Regions from separate parts of the Bos taurus genome. Here region 1 is linked to region 2. A link is a contact called in public Hi-C data. All regions are on one chromosome and are shown on one strand. Each heading gives the region's core, a stretch centred on a gene start, on an enhancer-like site or on the middle of the called end of the contact. The rest is flanking DNA. Distances are from core to core; before and after follow the strand shown. Region 1 holds the start of MTRF1 (mitochondrial translation release factor 1). Region 2 holds the start of WBP4 (WW domain binding protein 4).

Region 1 (3,096 bases), core at 197-2,696, 190 kb after region 2:
GACTGCAGCCTACCAGGCTCCTCCATCCATGCGATTTTCCAGGCAAGAGTACTGGAGTGGGGTGCCATTGCCTTCTCCTCCTACTATGCTAGGTGTATTAATATATTAGTTCAGTTGATCATTGCAGGTCAGCTAACTTGGATATCATTATTTTCTAAGAAATAGAATGGTATCTAAAATATTCAAAATTTGCAGGGTTCTGCTAACAAAATGTAACTTAATCACACTCTAAAGAGGGCACCAGGGTCCAGTAGCCACAAATGTTAGTCCTCCAGCAGGAGTTACTACTCCTCTTCACATTGAGACAGGCTGGGGGCTGGGACCTGGGACCCTGTTGGTGCAGGGCTACCATGCTTGCCCCTGGACAAACATCTCCAGGAGCAACACAACACAAAGAAACTACAAGGGACTTAACCGCGTGCATGTGCAGTTGGGGCAAATTCTGGACACCTAGATACAAAGAGACCAAAAAGCCCACCTGCCACCTCCCAAGAGCCTGAAGAGCTGGGAGTACAAGCATGGTCCTCAGCATGACCCCTCAAAGGGAGGGACGAACCACCTAATCTACCCCTCCTTCCGACTCCTGGACACGAACAAGCTTGCCTGTCTCTCCCCACCCCCAGCAAGTGAGCAAGCAAGCAAACTTGTTCTGGCTCACCCCTGCTGTAGCAGGGGCCTCAATAAAGCCTTGTTTCAATATCCCGACTAGCCTCTGAACACTTTCTAGTGATTAAGGAGGCCAAGAACCCTGATGGGTAGCAACATCTAGTCTCCATCACAGGTGTGTCCATTTGAAAAAGGACAGAGTAAAAAACGGCAAAAAAGATTTTTGTTGAAACACTTCTAGCTAGAGTTCCTTTTTAGGAACAGTTAGTAGAAGGGGGAGGACAGAGGATGAAAGGGCTAGATGGCATCATCGACTCAATGGACAGGAGTCTGGGCAAACTCCCAGAGATAGTGAAGGGCAGGGAAGCCTGGTGAAGAGTCGGACACCATTGAGCGGCTGAACAAGTAAAATACCTCTCTAGGTCATGAACTTCAATGTTAAGTAAACCCTAAGACCTTCACCCTCTAGGGTTATCTATACTTGAGAATTTCAAGTCTTCTCCTTCACCCCTCACCCCCTCGCCCCCATACATGCAGTTAACAAGATTAATCTGAAATTCTAGGAACTCTCAGCCTCGGCAAATCAGAAGCGACACTAAGCCCGCACGAGGGTATCACGTGTAAGTTACACTGAGTTACTCGGTATCAAGAATGATCCCACAGGGAGGCACCAGGGGGAAAAAAAGCTAGAGAAAGAAAATAGACTTTTAAGATCAGAAAAGAGACATGAACTGTGAGTACTTAAAAAAAAATTAAGGACACTAGGTTTCCTTACTGAAGTCGGAACCTTCTGGGATCCACTACATTTCAGCCCATCGGTCACCGGATCCCTTTCACCTCCGGGTTCACCCAGTCTGGGTTAGAGCCCGACCCCGCCTCCTCGGGCGTCGCCACTCCTCTGCGGCAGAGGAGTTCTTGAGTGTGCGCAACATGAGCTATCAAAGGAAACAAGAGAGAAAACGGTACAGCAAGAAAACGTTCCCCGAGACGGCCGTGGGCTTGCTCATCTGGAGTCAGAACCCAAAGTGTGGCTTGCCAGGGGAGGGAGAAGGGACGGGCAACGCGGGCTCGGGTGTTGAATGAACCATGACTCCCGGGAGCGCTTGCCCGGGAGTCCTGGGAGTTGTAGTTTATGTCGGACAGGCGCCCCGCCCCCAACCCCCTAGGCCGAAGCTGCAGCTTCGGTTTTCCCAGTTTCAGGCAAGCTCAAAAGGGAAGTTCTCTACAGTTCTGATTAAGAGCTCTTGATATACAAAAATTTCCTTACCTGTGGAGCCACTAGAGCACGGATTCCTGATTTTTTTTTTTTAATAAATGAGGATTCGAAAGTTTACAGGATTCTGAACGTTAATAGCTGTACTTCTCAGCTTTCCTTGCCTGAGAAAATACATAATGGCTAGTTGAGACTGTAAATGTATATCTTTAAAAAATTCATAGCAGTGCTCAGATAGCAAGTTGTGTTCCACTCTTTGTTTACCCCCATGGACTATAGGCCTCCAGACTCCCATGTCCATGGGATTCTCCAGGCAACAATACTGGAGTGGGTTGCCATTTCCTCCTCCAGGAGGTCTTCCCTACCCTGGTGGAGCCCTGGTCTCCCACATTGCAGGCAGATTCTTTACCACTGAAGCCCTAAAAGTCACAAGGAGGATCCAAAATATGGGAGACCATATATAGCCACAAGTTAGTGACTTTATATCTGTTGTATACGCATAAACAGAATTTGGGGGCTCAATTTAGGTTTGTAAACCATCAATTAAGTAAAGCATTAAAAAACATAAATAATAAACAATTCCAGCAAAATGCAAATATATTGCCTTACTTTAAATATTCAAGTAGTATACTTATTTATGTTGCAGATCATATTTACAAGTCATTTGAACTCTGTGCCTCAGTATTTCTTCCTGAAAAGCAGAGGCAACAAGAATTCAATATTACCGACTTCACAGGATATTTTCTTAGGTTATGAACATAAATATAAAAAGGGGAATTAGGCATAAACATAAATATCTAGCATTTATTGCTTATATCAAGGTACCCACTTCTACCAACTACATATTGGATACTATTCTAAATGGCTTAAGCCTTTTAATTAATTTAATCCTTACAACAACCCTAAAATAACCCATTTTGCAGAATAGAAAACTATGGCACAGAGAATTTTAGTAACTTGTCCAAGGAAAAGAACTAGTGAAAAAGCTTACCTGTCTTAATAATCTATGGCTCTTAAGCTCTGATACTAGCTCCCTCCTCCAGAAAAAAAAGAAAGGAAAGCATTCATTCATTCATTCAGTAAATACGGAGCGCTAGTTATGTGCTTCTCACTGTTCTAGACATGAGAATTTAGCAATGAATAGAAAAGACAAAAATCTTTGACCTCACAAATTCCAGAAACTGAAAGTCACTCAATCCTGTCTGACTCTTTGCGACCCCATGGACTTCTCCAGGCAAGAACACTGGAGTGGCTAGCTGTTTGCTTCTCCAGGGGAT
Region 2 (3,060 bases), core at 400-2,899:
GCCGCCGCGCTCAAAACGTTATAGACCCTTTGGAGAAGTTACATTTCTTCTTGAAAGACATCTCATCCCAGTGGTTATTTTTCTTCTGCAGAGCGTGCGCGTGTGCGTGTGTGTTGGGCGGCGAGAAGGGCGCGGAGAACCGGACGGATGCCCTCGCCCTTCCCGAGCCAAAGCACTCAGGTCTGCGGCTCCCGAGTCTGGGGTGCTTTCTGTGAACGGCGGCCGGCGCCCCACATGTCAAGCAGGGGTGCCCTCGGCGCCGGGCTCGGGCGCCCCGGGAGACCCGCGGCCGGGCGGGAGGCAGCGGCGCGGTCGGGAGGGCGTCAGGGGTCCCCAGCCCGCACCCCGCCCGGGGGCTGCTTTGTGTCGGGGGTCCGGGGGGCGGCCGGGGTGTTTCTAGTGAAGAACCCGGGCGCGATGACTCGGGGCTCCGAGCCAGGCGAGGACGAACACGCCCCGCGTCGCCCGGGACCTTCCGAGGCGAGGGTGTGGGCCTGAGGGGGGCGCTGGGGGCCGATAAGGCGAGGCCGGGGTTAATCATCGCCTCCCGAGCTTTGGGGAGGGGACGGCCCGGGCCCGCAGCGGCGGGAGGACGGCCCCGGGAGAAGTGAAACTCCGTGCCCCGCGCCTCAGCCCCCCGGCCTCCAGCGCCAGCAGCGGCAGCCTAAGCGCACCCGCTCCTCCCGCCCGCCCGGCTCCGCACTCGAGGCAGCCCAGATCTAACCACACGGCTCTAAGGGCCGTTCTCTATAAAAATCACCTGGGGGTGGGGGGTGGTTCAGGAAAAAAAAAAAGAAAAAAAGAGCCAGAGCCACTGGAAATAAAACAAGTCGGTTTCGCCTGTCAGTTTCTAAAAAGTGTTACCACGTTCCCATACCGGGAGTCGAACCCGGGCCGCCTGGGTGAAAACCAGGAATCCTAACCGCTAGACCATATGGGAAGCGCTGCGAGGAGCTTCGCGGTGACTCACCTGACAAGCGCGAACGCCGCCGCCGCCGCCCCAGCTCCACCACCCGCCGCTGCCTCGGGGCCGCCCCAGCCGCCGCCGCCGCCGCCTGCTCCCCCGCTCCCCACGCGCTCGCGAGCCCGGGAGCGCGCCCGGCAGGAGCGCGCGGGCTTCCCAGTGGTGGGGCGGGGTCGCTCCGCCGCCTGAGGAAAAGTTCTGCGGCCAAGCCCAGCGACTCTTGGCCCTGAAAACAGCTGTTTCACCTTTTTTTTTTTTTTTTTTTTTAAACTCCGCCGACGGCCCCCTCCCCAGCCTACGGGTCCGGGCTGCTCCGCCGGTCAAAGTGCGTGCGGACCAGTTGGCAAAGTTGAGGGCGGCGACGTCTCTGGGAACAGCTGTTTGCGTTCGGGGCGGAGGCGGCGCGCGAGCTCCTTGGGCCCCGAGCCAGCGAGCCTAGAAGGAGAGTGGAGGTTCTGGATCTCAGGAAGGGAAAAGAGAGAAAAAGAAGGCGAGCTGACGCGGGGACGCGAGACTTGAGCTTCCCCTCAAGTCCCGTCGCGCTCTCGCCCCTCGTCGGCGACCTCAGCCCGCTTATAACGACCCCACCTCTCCGGGAGCCGGAGGCCCGCCCCTCGAGGAGGAGCGCAGGGGAGGAGAGCGCGAACGCGGATTGGGTCGCCGGGGCACCCGTAGTTGGGAGCGGCGGAACGCGGGCCCCGGGGACGGCGGGAGGCGCCCGCGCTCCGAGGCTGCGGTGGGCCTCGTGGTGAGCTGGGGCCCGGTTCTCCCCGCGCGGAGAGCGCGAGCCTCGGCCGGGGCCGGGGGCGGCCCGCGCAGCGCCTGGTCCAGTCATGTGAGTCGGGTCTCAGGCTCTCAAACAACGAGGTCTTGTTTCCCCGGGCGGCCCTTCGCCCGCCGGTCTCTCCCTCTGCCACCGCCCCTCTCCCCCCCACCCGCCCTCGGCCAGGGGCGTGACGCCCTTAACTCGCTCCGGGCCGGCTGCGGACCGGCGGAGCCGGTTCTCCCGTCCCAGGGTGGGGACGCGCGGGCTCCGGCAAGGAGCCTGGCGGCCCCTGCAGGTAGGACGGCTGCCGTGGAGCGACGGAGGGCTACCGCCGCCTCCACCGTCGGGGGCCGCGAGCATCCTCTTTCTGGTGGCGCTTGAACCGTGGGGTGTTGTGAAACCGTAGGGTTGAACTGCGGCCACCGCTGCCGCCTCCGCCTGCTAGAAGCGGCCAGCCCTGGTTAGCTTAAGACTTTAATTTTTGGTCTTGCCAGCTGAGAGATCTGTTGGCTTTTCCAACTGTCTCTTGCCTTGAGGCTCAAGAACAAACTGTATTAACTAATAGTCTCGGAGGAGCCAGTCTCCCACCAGAGACGTCTTATGTTTAGTAATTTGAGTGGAAATAACTTGATTTAACGTGAACTTTATGAGTTTCTTCAAGTATCCGTTACTGTAACCTCACCTCCAAAAATGCCAGAAAGGAATGGATGATCTTCTCCAACATGTTCCTTATTTCTTAACACTGATGACAATAACAAATGATACATTTTTAAAAGCTATTTTGTTTAAGGGAGTTTTAAATCCGTTGCAGACTTTTTTACTCTAGTGGCAACAGAATTTCAGTTGACTGCTTTCAATCAGCTAAATAATAAAACAGGATGCTGTGTGTAACAGTGCTGTGTGTAACAAGATTCTGAAGCTTGCATTTCGGACTCTAAGAAGATGTAAATCATGCAAACATTACCTTTTTAGATTCTAAATAAACTTGTTTTTTCTTTTCCAGGGCAGACTACTGGAAGTCACAACCAAAGAAATTCTGTGATTACTGCAAGTGTTGGATCGCGGACAATAGGCCTGTATGATGATTCCTCTATTAGAGAGTCTCCTAATACTGTGTTCATGTGAGATGTTCTTTGTTGATCTCAACTGAGAGCTTACAAAGTACTTTCATATGCGTTGCTCTTGATTTTTCAAAACATCGAAAAATTTCTGTTGTGTTTTCGTTCCTTGTAGGAAAGTTGTGAGCCTTCTTTATCATCAGCCCAAATTTGATTATGTACTAAGCCAAATTATTTCTCTCTGGCCCTTCAGTCACATTCAGGAACTGGAC

Evidence for each region. Hi-C and Micro-C count contacts between places; a contact is called where the count stands out from the background.
Region 1: a contact with region 2 is called in a Hi-C map of skeletal muscle, with 4 times the contacts expected there. The contact joins the promoter of MTRF1 here to the promoter of WBP4 in region 2. A contact is called at or near these places in 4 of 11 Hi-C or Micro-C datasets (liver, skeletal muscle, skin fibroblasts and 1 more).

Annotation. Positions count from the first base shown.
Region 1 is chr12:11,461,821-11,464,916 of ARS-UCD2.0, forward strand. MTRF1 (mitochondrial translation release factor 1) reads right to left here and starts at 1,447. Exons shown (of 10, transcript NM_001035013.2): 1 at 1,382-1,447.
Region 2 is chr12:11,275,434-11,278,493 of ARS-UCD2.0, forward strand. WBP4 (WW domain binding protein 4) reads left to right here and starts at 1,650. Exons shown (of 10, transcript NM_001075251.1): 1 at 1,650-1,799; 2 at 2,734-2,806. The coding sequence starts at 1,798. It overlaps TRNAE-UUC (transfer RNA glutamic acid (anticodon UUC)), which reads right to left and starts at 940; the gene lies at 869-940. It also overlaps a transcript of ELF1 not described here.